Linked DNA regions of Rattus norvegicus: region 2 is linked to region 1. A link is a contact called in public Hi-C data. All regions are on one chromosome and are shown on one strand. Each heading gives the region's core, a stretch centred on a gene start, on an enhancer-like site or on the middle of the called end of the contact. The rest is flanking DNA. Distances are from core to core; before and after follow the strand shown. Region 1 overlaps LOC134482538 (a long non-coding RNA gene). Region 2 overlaps LOC134482422 (a long non-coding RNA gene).

What was found. Hi-C and Micro-C count contacts between places; a contact is called where the count stands out from the background.
Region 2: a Hi-C map of liver shows a contact between it and region 1, with 13 times the contacts expected there. The contact joins two enhancer-like sites. A contact is called at or near these places in 5 of 12 Hi-C or Micro-C datasets (frontal cortex, hepatocytes, kidney and 2 more).

Annotation. Positions count from the first base shown.
Region 1 is chr16:85,018,271-85,024,385 of GRCr8, forward strand. LOC134482538 (a long non-coding RNA gene) reads left to right here. Exons shown (of 2, transcript XR_010058774.1): 2 at 1-1,273. Among named protein-coding and RNA genes, the nearest start is that of Col4a1, 140 kb to the left of the region's middle. Within about 2 kb of position 4,076, at least 40 of the 93 cell types and tissues checked have an H3K27ac peak or open chromatin away from gene starts, as enhancers often do. A contact at or near this core is called in hepatocytes, kidney and liver, where this site is marked.
Region 2 is chr16:85,100,630-85,106,895 of GRCr8, forward strand. LOC134482422 (a long non-coding RNA gene) reads right to left here. Exons shown (of 3, transcript XR_010058503.1): 3 at 5,881-6,035. Among named protein-coding and RNA genes, the nearest start is that of Irs2, 87 kb to the right of the region's middle. Within about 2 kb of position 1,757, at least 8 of the 93 cell types and tissues checked have an H3K27ac peak or open chromatin away from gene starts, as enhancers often do. A contact at or near this core is called in hepatocytes, kidney and liver, where this site is marked.

The DNA.
Region 1 (6,115 bases), core at 2,826-5,325:
CCGTCTAGATCTGACTAGCTTGTGCACATGCCTGTGAGGAATTGTCTTGATTGCTAACTGCCGTGGGAAGGGTCGGCACACCGGGGGTGACATCATTCTCTACGTGGAGAGTCCCAGACTGTGTGGACAGTGCACACATCAGATGCACATGTGTTTATTCCTCCTGCTCTTGGCCATGAATCTGACTACTTCTCTCACATCCCTGTTGTCTGAACTTCCCTACAATGGAAGGGATGGACTGGAACCCAGAACTGTAACTATAAACTAAATCCTCCCCCTCTTCTTTTTTCATTGCTTGCTTTCTTTTCAGTTTTTTTTGTTTTGTTTTTTGTTGTTGTTGTTGTTTTTTTTTTTGTATTTTTTTCCCCACAGCAACAAAAACGAACCAGGCCAGTGACCTTATCTGGAAACAGGGTCATTGCAGATAGAGTTAAACAGATTTCGTGATAGAACCGGGTGGGCTCTGAATCCAACAGTATTGATGTCTATGGGAAGAGACGTCGTGTGAAGCCAGACGTGCACAGAGAGCTGTGAAGATGAAGTTTCCTCCTGAGAATCACCTCCTATAATTCAGAAGGACTGGATAAGAGGGTCCTGCAGCACTGAGAAACCGGATGAAGCAAGAGAGGGGGACGCCTTTCCAAGACTGGGTACATTTCTGCTGATGCTTCCAGTCCTCAGACAGTAAAGAATAGATTTCTGGAGGAAACCCTGACTTGTTGCTATGGCAGCCTTAGGAGGTTAAGATGCCGTTTAGTGAGCCCAGTCCCCTGCCTGGTTGACTCTTATCTCAACCCAGGTTCACTCCATCTCTGTGCCAATGCGGTTCCTTCGGGGAGTGGGTATGACAGCGGAGCAGTGGCGTGTGGGACAGCACAGAGTGGTTCTGACGCACACTCCATGGACACCAGCTTCTACCGCCCACACTTCTTTCGCTATGGTGCATCCAAAGGGCAGGAATGGGGCAGCGGAGAAATCAGCAGAGGCCTATCTCAGAGCGTGTCAGCTCAAGGTCTGGAATCCTCCGGGTCTGGTCTGGAGAAACTTGTTTAACCTGTTATTTTTTTAAAAAAAAAATTAATAATTTTTTGAATAGGTAACATATTCACAGGGTTCAAAAATACATCAAAAAGGCACATTGTGAAAGCACGCTCCTCTTCCATATTTACCCACCTCCTCCACAAGCTTCTTCCCCGCGGCCCCAGGAAATATCTGATTAATTGTTCATGGGCTCCTGGTATTTTTGAATGCACATAAAAGGAGATAAAAATCGCATGCTTTTATTCTTTCCTCTCGCTATTTCTGGAGAAAAGTTTGCACAAAATGTGTGCGGGGGGCGTGCTGCATTTATAACTAAACCGACAGTGTTCCTCTTGGTGAGGGCAAAGCCAAACCAAGCTTATACAAGAAGTTATGGCGAGAGGATTCATTCCCCTCTCCCTGGCTCCAGCAAGGAAAGAGAGGAATGGAGTCATTGCCAAATCAGTCTCCTTCCCAACAATGGAATACTGGAAACTTCCGGAGCGGACACAACTCGTCTAGGAGAACAGTGTGCGGCAGGCACAGTCCTGAGCATGCGCAGTTTGAGATGCGCAGTATTGAGCATGCTCACTTCAAGGTCCTAGTTCAGGAAAGAAAGATGGCAGATGTGTTGCTGGATACGCCTCGCTCGGGGAATGGAGACGTAGTGAAAGGTTGGAGCATTCTGGGGTGTGTTTATCTTACGCCATAAAGATGGCTGACATGAATACTTCTGGGTCTCTCAGCTTTTGTCATGCCTAGTTTCTTCTTCCCAGAAAGAGTGTAGGGATGCTCAAAGGAAAAACCACGTAAAGGTACTCAGGTCTTCATCAACTTCATTAACCTGGAGGTCTCCAAACTCCACCCTGTAGAGAATCGCCTCTGTTTTCCTCTTCTTGTTTGTCTGTTTTCCTTTTTAAAAATTGCTTTTCAAATAACTTTAGATACATTCGCGAAATACTTAAACGTGTTCACTCCTCTTACACTCCTTCCGTTCCTAATGAGCGCCCTCCTCTGCCCTTTAGTTTTTGTAATTCACTTGTGCAGGTCAGTTTTCTGTCAGTTGGCCACAAGCTGGGGTCATCTTGAAAGTCATCATGTCAACATCAATTGATAAAACGCCCCCATCAGATCGCCTGTGGGGCGATCTATTAATTAATGATTCAAGTGGGAGAGCCCAGCTCGCTGTGGGTAAGCGCTGACCCTGGGCTGATAGTAATGGGTTGCATTTTTTTTTTTTTTAAAAGCAGGCTGAGCAGGCTATGGAGAGCCAGCCAATGAGCAGCATTTCTCTAAGGCTTCACTTCTTGCCTTGAGTTCCTGCCCTGGCTTCCCTCTATAATGAACTACAATTATAAGAGGGGAATAAACCCTTTCCTCCCCAAGAATATCTAAACAAGGGATCACTGGCTAATTGGACGCAAGACTGCAGGCACGTGCTGCAGTCAAGAGGAGATAAGCTGGGAGGAGTTTAATTTGGCACACCTCTGTGATTACTGATAACTTAGGCTGGCACCTATGGTTGGTCTGTCTGTCTTTCCCCGTGTCTCCCTCCTGTCTACAAGCCTCTTCACTCCCAGAAGTGTGGAATGAAGACGTTCTCCCTTGGTACCTTTTTGCAATAATGAGCCACAAGTGACTGCTACCTTACTAGTGAGACTCGTCCCTTTTCTGGAGGTCAGGCGTTTGGCATGGGTCTCACTAGGTTGAGCCAGTCATTATCAAAGGACGATTCCTTCTGGGAGCCCTGATGGAAAAGCTATTTCTTAGCCCCTGGCAGCCCCAGAGTGGCTGCTCTTCTTGGCAGGTCAAGAGCCACACCTGACCCAGTAGTTATAGCCTTACCACTTGAGGAAATGCCACAAAAGGAAATTTACCTTCAATGTGACAAGTGTTCTGTTTTTCAAGACCACTTATGATGCAGAACAGGTAAATCCATCCCCCATCTCCCATGAAGTTCACAGAGATCAGGGGTCAGACCACCCAAGTCTCTTTAGCATGCAGAGCCACAAAGCACCTAGAGTTACAGGGTCCAGTCAGTGGTAGTTTGGGTTGGACGGCACAAAAGGTCATCTATTGTGGGCAGAGTCAAGGTACTATTGCCTCTTTCCATCGCGGCCCAGAAACTGCCTCCAGCCCGCACCCCATCCTCTTCCTTGTACCCCATCGTCCACTGAACCCAGTTATCCCCAGCATCCCATAATCTCCCCATTGCATAATCTCCCTGTCCTTCATCCTCCCTGAACCCCATCCTCTATGCACCCGATCCTTCCTCCCGCACCCCATTCCCCTTCCTGTGCTCTTTCTGTCCTTACACCCCATCCCCTTTTCCTGTACCCTACATGCTACTGCTGTACCCCAATCTCCCCACAGAACTGCATCCTCTGCACCGCACCCCATTTACCCTTCCTGGTTGAAGCCTAGAGCCTCAAATCACCCAAGGGCAACTGGGGTTCATTTCTAGTTCCTAAGCGCCCTGGCTGTTTGTCCCCTAGGGGGCAGCACACTCCACACAAAGTGGCTCAGCCTGAGACACTCTCCTTTCCCAGGGTACCAGCCCTGAACCTGAACAGAAAGGTCAGGTCATCTCCTGGTTGGCCCATTCCTGCTTTCCTTGTGGTTCCTGTCGAGCAGCCATTACCTGGATCCACCCATAAACACGCGCGCGCGCGCGCGCGCGCGCGCACACACACACACACACACACACACACACACACACACACACACACACGAGCACCAGCTCCCACATCCCCCACCCCTCAGTGCCAGTCCCTGCCTCTGCCTCTTCACCCCCACCCGTGTTCTTTGGCTACAGTTGTAGGAAAGGACAGCCCTGGGCTCCCTGCCACAGCGCCAGTTTTGGTTTCTGTGGTGTCCTGTAAAGGACACCTTGGCACACTGGGTGGGTGACAAGGGAGCGCACATGACTTCCCAGGGTGATCCCCGGGCTTGAGCTGCTGACAAGAACTACTTGCATGTGTCTATATTAGGGGCTCCTGTGTCCTGGGTCTGATGCCTTGGTGTGGCCCTGACGCGAGCAGTTAATGACGCTCTCTCTGTGACTCACCCGCGTCCACAGAGAGCAACCAGGATGCCAGGCATGCCAACGGCTCAATGGAGCACTTGGCACCCACGTGAGCCCGCGGCTGCCAGCAGCATGTGACCGAAGGCTCAGCAGCCTGGGAGCCTCCGGTGCCTCTTCTCCCAGCTGCTCCTTGGAGGTCTGTGGGCGGGTCCTGCAGAAGTGATTCCCATCGCAGGGCGTAGAGGACCTCAAAGAGGGGCATGTGAGCGGAATCTCTGGGAAGCCGGACAGAGTGAGGCTTGGCCTCTGGCCGCTTCCCACCTCCCTGCTGAGTGTCCAGTTCTTTTTTTTTTGTTGTTGTTCTTTTTTTCGGAGCTGGGGACCGAACCCAGGGCCTTGTGCTTGCTAGGCAAGCGCTCTACCATTGAGCTAAATCCCCAACCCCGAGTGTCCAGTTCTGATCTCACTGCGCTCACCCAGAAAGTGAAGGTTATATATTCACCGTCTCAGAGTCCTCAGGGCTCAGAACCACCGGAGTCTCTTCCCTTCTAGTTCTGCATGTTGATGTGTGCAGGCTGAGTGATCCCGCAGCTCGTAGGAAGGTCTCTCCTGCTTCTAGCAGTTTTGGATCCAGTTGTGGCACTCCAGTCCTAGCCCCGTGATCCATGTTACTCTTTCCGTTTGTGTGCCCACACCACCCTCTCTTTACATGGATCCTGGCTCTGGCTAGGCCCTCAAAATCTTGTCTTGTTCTAAGTTGTCATAGCTGCAGAAACGGGAGTCCCTGTGAGGAGCCGGCTAAGCTGCTGTCCATAGGCTTCTGGGGTAGGACTTGAACACGCCATTTTGGTGGTGTAATTCACCTAGCAGGGCTTCCTTTGTGAGGCTGAGAGGTTTTTGTGCTCCCGAAGTCTGTTACTAAATACCGTTCAATTTTCTCTGAGTAAACGATAGCTGTGAAGACGTAAACCTCAGGCTGAGCTATCCTCCCACCATCCACTGCTGGTCCCAAGCTCATTGGAAGTGCAGTCCGGGGGGAGTCCTTGCCTCTGCTCCATCTGCTGCTCAGGCCCGTGAGCCCTACCTTAAGATCAACTCAGACTCAAGCCCACAGACTCGGTATTTCTTCTAGATTATAGCAAGACTCTGAAGATGGGTTTGGGTAGGACGCACCATTCTCTCGCAGACTGGTTGTTCTACTGTTGGTTCTGTAGTTCCACCAGGAAGCTCTCTCTCCTCTTGTCAAATCTTTCCTGGTTCCTGGGCCTAGACCTGGCCTAACCTCGGAGGCCTTCTGGCTGGCCTATGGCCTTCAAGTCTCAAGGATGAGGTCAGCAACCCCATTAGGCTCCTTGGACTGAAATGTAAAAGCCAGCCCCCCAGCATCAGCATGTGCTTTTGGGGTACACTCTTTCACTGCTCATGCTGAAGGGCTCTCCCAAACACAAAAGAGAACCCAGAAAAATCCCAGCTCTACCTGCAGTTAGACCCCTGGAGCTCACCCTGCCACAGCCTGGGGGCCGTGAGCAAAACTGCCACCTGTCCCCTCCAGCCTTCACTTCTCTCCCCTGAATAATCACTTCACAGGGAGTGTGGCATCGTCACTGCCTTCATCTGTGGGCCCTGTTGCTTCTGGGAATACTTGTGAGGAGAGGAGAAGGGTCCCCAAACCTTGTGACAAAGCAGTAAGTCCTTGACTGATGAAAACATGAAATGCCAATTCTTAGTGCCCCATGTCACCTCTGTGCATGGGGAAGGAAAGAGAGGAGCTAACAGGGAATTGATAAACTGTCCCAGAAGTTTAAAGCAGCTCCTAAGACAGAGTGAGTCAAGAATCCCAGCTCTGTCACCCACCACCCTCACCACATTAGCAAACAGGCTCTCCCTGCCATAGACCTGCCATCTGTCCCCTTGAACCTGAGGAGGACCTGTCTTCTGTATCGGCATCCAGCTCAGTACCCACCACAGGTCCTCACAGACTCTCGCCATGCTGCTCAACACACAGCAAGGTAAGAATCCTGGCTGCTCCTTACTGGGCCCTACACATCCACAGCCTTGCAGAATGCAAGA
Region 2 (6,266 bases), core at 507-3,006, 80 kb after region 1:
ACTTTTCCCCATTCACCTGCAACCCTCTCTCTCACTTTAGCCAGGTGACTGCCTATAGCCAGTGAGTAGCAGCATCTCAAAGGACAGAGAGACCAGCAGGTGTCTGTGTCTGTTGGCCTTTCTTTGTTCTGATGCTGTCTGGCCATGCGAACTTATCTGAGCAAAGGAAAGGCAAAGGGAGCAGAGTTGAACCTCAGTCCTCTTCTCTGAGGTCACCAGAGGCAAGCCATCACCTTGAAAACCCTCATTTGCAAGGAAGTCCAGCTAGGCCTGAAGAGCCAGCTAGACGGTCTGCACTGCTTCGCAAGAACTCAGATCAGCAGAGACCCAGAGGTGGAGATCCAGTGAACGCTTTGTTTAACTGACCGTTCCTGTTTGTTCCTCAGCATTGCTGAGGCAACAGATAGCTGATACACTTACACCAGGCGGGTGCTTAGCACACCGGGAACTCATCAAAAGCACAGTAAATGATCAAGGCTGTGGGAAAATATATATAACTTTCTGTGAGATCAGGGAGCCTATTGCTTGCCTGGCTTTCTGTAGCACCCACGAGAGCCCATCAAAGCACATTATGCAGTATGAAATCACACTTGGTAAATTCAGTGATTTCAGTCCCTTTGGAGCACCTGGCTGGCAAATGTGGGCTTCAATTAAGCAACGTGAACCAAACAACCGAAGGCTAGAAGCTGAAAGGGAACCCGTGTCTCAATTTCGCTCCGTGAATTCCAAGTGTTTGGTGATAAATCTCCAAATGATCTAAGGCTTATTTTCCCATGATGCCAGAAGGAAAAAACGTATAGAAAAAGGGTCATATTTTAGAAGAACAATAGTGTGCCTGTTACAAACACGTATATATTTCTGTTCGTCATTATGGAGGTATTTGTATGCTTGCCAACTGTGCTATATGCCTCAGATTTAAAAGGCTAGAGAAAGATGGTTTTAATAAAGTCTCCTAATGTAATAGAGGACGCATAATAACATCCTGCTTCAAATCTCTGGGAAAAGAAAAGTTCTTTTTGAAATGTTTTTTTTCCACCCCTTCAAGAATTATTTTCAACTAACAAGAAGAGGAGGGAACCATGAGGCCCTGAGCTGCCCCGTAGACACATGGCTGCCCTTTTTATGTGGTTGGTTGGTGATATTATTAGGAGTTCAGTTACCCTGTAATCAAATGAAACAGCCAGAGAGCTAACGGTAGGGTAACAAATGAGGTCCTCCAGGAAAGCCAGATTTCATTTCTGTCATGGGTCAAATTGGTAGATGACCTCATGTGAAACTGACACACGGAGGTCTGTGTCTTGTGACCCAGTGCTGGTGCGGGAGGACAGCGACTGTCCTCACAAGAGCACAGGCAGCCCTTCAAGTCAAGGCCCTTACATAACAGCGAAGCAATGATACAGGATCTCTGCAGTCACCCAGGAACCTCTGGCAACCAGTCAGCCGTGACCTCAGCCACACGCACGTCAGAGCTGTAGGTCACGGGGACATTTGTACCTGTTCCGTGCCTCGTGATTTACTCTCAGGAGTAAAAGCACTGGGTTTTATTGTTTCTCTGCTCCGTGGATTCTGCTGGAGGCATATCAGCTGGGGTGGCAGCAGAACAGGACCAGCTCGTGAGCTTGGGAAAACCCTGCTTCAAGTCATTAGCTTGTTCCTAGAAAGGAAGGGATTTGAATGGCACCCTTTAGTGTCGGCAGTGTGCTGGAAGGAGATCATGACCTCAGTACTGTTTGTGAGGATGGACAGCACACCCAGGGGAGGTGCTGTCCTTAGCAAACAGGCAGAGGTGGCTATTCCTGATCCTAATCGGGTGCTTGTAGTCTGTGGAATTGTGTCAAACTAGGACAGGTCCCAGAGGGACATCTCTATGATAGTCTCATCCTCCAGCCCAGGGCCCCTTGCTTTTAAAAAAGGGGTCATCCCCCAGAACTCTGTTCTGACTCTCAGAGCCCTCTCCCGACTCTCAGCCTCACCCCATTTTCTTTGCTTTGCCACCTCCTATGCTCAAAGGGGTGGTAACAAAACCCTGTGGTCTCTGAGTACACACTTAACTCCTTCAGCACCTGTTCTTAGTGGTATTTTTATTCTTCCCATGCTACAGAGGAGGAAAGTGAGGTGGAAGGCTATCCCTGGCCCAGCCTGCTTAGCAGAGTCGCCCCAGTCTGCCTAGGTTCAAAGCTCATGTGATTCTGAGCTGTTTCAGTGTGTGTGTGCGCGCTGCGGTCTTGTCAATCACCATCCCTGAGTGGTGGAGTAGACACTGCTGTGATGTGGTGACCATTCATAATCAACACCATAGCATCAGTGAGTAGAGCAGAGGACCCTCTGTCACACAGAGAAGTTCATCTGATGACCAGAAGGTTTGGCATTAGCAGTGAGGATTCTTGAGTGGGAAGAACACTGGCTTCAGACTGACTCATAGACACCCTCTTCCATCTCTTTGCCTCCATAATCTCTCCTATCTGTCTACCTGTCTGTCTATCTTTCTATCATCATCTATCTATCTTCTACCAATCATCTATCCATTACCTACCTATTATCTATTATCTGCCTATCAGTCACATCTATCATCAATCTACCTATTATCTATATATCAATCATGTCTATCTGTCATAAATCAATCAATCTATTTATTATCTATCATTTATCTATCAATTCCATCTCTCATCTCTCATTTATCATCTTTCTATCATCATTATCTATTATCTATAATCTGTCCCTTATTTGTTATCGATTATCCATCACCTGCCCATCCATCCATCTGTCCATCCATCCAACTGTCCATCCATCCATCCTTCTACCCATCCCTCCATCTATACATTTACCATCCATCCATCCATCCACCCACTCATTCATCCATCCGTCCCCCCACCCTTCCTCCCATCCATCCAACTGTCCATCCATCCATCCATGCATGGCACTCACCCACCCACTCATCCATCCACCCATCCCCCCGTCCACCCACCTGTCCATCCATCCATCCATCCATCCATCCATCCATCCACCCACCCACCCACTCATCCATCCACCCATCCCCCCGTCCACCCACCTGTCCATCCATCCATCCATCCATCCATCCATCCATCCATCCATCCATCCACCCACCCACCCACTCATCCATCCATCCATTCACCCACCCACCCATCCCCCCGTCCACCCACCTGTCCATTCATCCATCCATCCACCCACCCACTCATCCATCCATCCATTCACCCACCCACCCATCCCTCCGTCCACCCACCTGTCCATCCATCCATCCACCCACCCATCTACCCATTCAATCATCCATCCATCCATCCACCCACCCACCCACCCACTCATCCATCCATCCTCCCATCCATCCACCCATCTATCCATCCATCCATGCATGGCACTCACCCACCCATATGCCCATACTGTAACCTACTGCTCCTGTTTTTCACGGAAATACTGTCTAACTCGGATGTTCTTAACCCACATTTCTCAGATTTCTCCTGGGCTTCTCAATGCTACGACAGGAAACTGTCCATACAAATGGTACAAGACAAACGAGCCTCAGAATATAACTGGTCTTGTTGGCACTGCTAACTCTGTAAGAATTCAACAGTAGTACTAGGCTAGGCTCAGCTGTAACCCTTCACTACAGAGTGGTGCTCTTGGTTCCACACATGCCTGGACTATCATTGGGCTTAACTGGTATTCACCTAGCCACTTGAATTCCACAAGACTTGGTCTTTAAGACTGAATGCTCTCCCAATTGACACCTTTATTTTCAGCCATTATAATGAACACATTGATGAGGACTGGCATGCATATGGACAGTAAGCGAGTGTGTAGACAGCGTACGGATACAGACCTGCATAATTACATTCAAAGTTCTAGATAACAGAGATAGACGGACAGAAAGATGGTAGGCAGATAATGTGGGTAACACAGATGCATGTAAATGCTACCCACATGACTTCCCTGGGTTCTTCTGGGGAATCTGTGTCTACCTTTTACCTGTGGGCTTTAGGTGTCCCTAAGCTATTTTCGACTAGGGTGACTTCACAATTTCTTGTCTGAATTAGAAAGGTCCACTTGGGGATTAGAGGTGACTTCCTCAGGCTTTGTGTCTTCATTGGTGGAACTGTGTCTTCTCTGTCTCTTTTGTTCAAGGTCATATTCAAGGCTGATCTACTACAGAAAGATATAAGTGGCCTTCCCAACACATTGATCACCTCTAATGCTATATACTGTTAGTGCACTAAAACATTTCCAATGTGTGATGATGTCATGCAGCTTCATAGCTCATGCTCTAGCTTCCTGGCCCTTAACACCTGCAACCCCTTGACAATGGAGGCTATGCTTGCTTGTCCATTTCCCGGTGTCTAGAATCCCCAAGTTCACTGTCTAAGTCTCTCTCTGACCAGCATGGGCCACCTCTTCCCATGGCCCATACAGAATGCCCTCCATTGCCCCAACTTCTATTTCCTAAGTAAAGATTTAATTAAAGGATTAACTGGGGGAAGGTTTGGACACCTTGTTTCTCATCTGTGGACATGAGTGTCTGAGGAAGATGGTCTACTAGTTGAAATTCACCGCTCCCTCAACATGGGGCTAAACTTTGGCTCTCTCAGACAATGGGATATAGACACCAAAACACCAGCAAGCTCAAGAATGGATTTGTGTCTGGTGCTTATTAACATCCCCATAAGAAGATGCCCAGGTAGAGGTGCCCTCAGATACAGAAGGAGGGGAGTGGAGCAGAACCATGGGAATGTCACCTCACAGACAGCCAGCTCAGTCCTTGACCATCTGCGAGTCCATCTGTGAGGACCCTCTTCTTAAGTCTGTAGGCGGACATCAAGAATAGATGCTATGGTTTGAGGTACTGAACTGGGTACTTCCCACGCTGTCTTACTGGATCCAGACAATGGACCAATCTACACCTGCATTTTAAATAATCATCCAGCTAACTCTGAGGTTGGTGTGATGTAGTCCGAAGGTTGAGGATGTTTATAGGATGGCGAATATTAGAGAATTGGCTTTTCGATCCAAGCTATGAAGCCAGGAGGAAGCTTGTTTTTGTTTTGATGCCTTCTTATGGGCATCTTCTTTAGCTGAGGTCTTGGGTCTCCTTTTAATCTCTTAAAGGGATATATTAAAATACCCTTGTCTCCCTTGACTAATTTCACTTGAACGTGAGCTATTGTCTTTTTCATACAGCCTTGGTCTGAAATCGCTAGTATTTTGTTTGGAATTTTAATAAGCCTTTTCATAGCCTGTCACTCCCTTTTCTGTCAGGCTCAGGGCTCAGAGCTGTGCTGGGTTTTTGTAAGCATCAGAAGAGGCTTCCAGTAACTTCTTCCCTTCCAGTGCTGCTGCACAGTACACAAGCAGAAAAGGGGCAAAAGCCTCCAAACGCCAGGCCTGGCCTCTCTGGGGCACGGCACTCCACTGGTCTCATGTTGCTCTGGTTTATGAGAGGCCACAGGCTTACACCTCAGTAAGGTGGTGACTTTTGGGGAAAAAAACCTCCATTCCCTAATCCTCTATCTTGAGAGCAAACAACCCATTTCTGTAAGTTTGGCCGTGTGTACTATGGGGTGTTTACCCAATTACTAATCTTCTGCTCTCTCTGCTCTCAGTCCCTATCTTGTATACTGTGTTTTCTCATTTTTTCTCTGGAAACTACTGCCAGATGCTTGCCATTCTGGTTCACTTTTTCTTTCAAAGAACAGGCTCTTAGATGTGTTTTTTCGAATCCGGTTTTACTCTATTTTTGCCCTCGGTTTTCTTTTTTAAGAATCACTTCCTTCCTCCCGAGTTGTCTCCCTCTATTAATCTCCCAGAGTGAATGCCCGTGTTTGTTTGCCTTCCTCCTTGTCTCATAACCAGGGCTCTATGGACAGATGCTGCCTTTGAACAAAGCGTAATTTTATTCACTGTGGTTAGCATGCTTCTTCGTCTGTGTCGTTTCTGCCTCTGAAAGTCTGTGGCATTTTCTATGTGGTCCGAGGCAGCCTCAACGTCTATAAACGTCCCACAGATGCCCATAAAGAAGGCACAGCTGTCTGCAAAGTACAAATGACAATGATATTATTTTCACAACCATTTGCAGTCCTCTCACTCAGGTGTCCTGACTGTTCTAACCCTGTTCTAGGCTGGGGAAATTTCTTCCTTTTTCTAATATCTATTGTATTAAAGGGCATTGGTAAGAGTGTCTATAAAGGATTGCCTTCAAAACTCTCCTCCTGCCCTTTCTCCATAGTCTGAGTCCCTCACAAAAGGAAACATAAAAATCA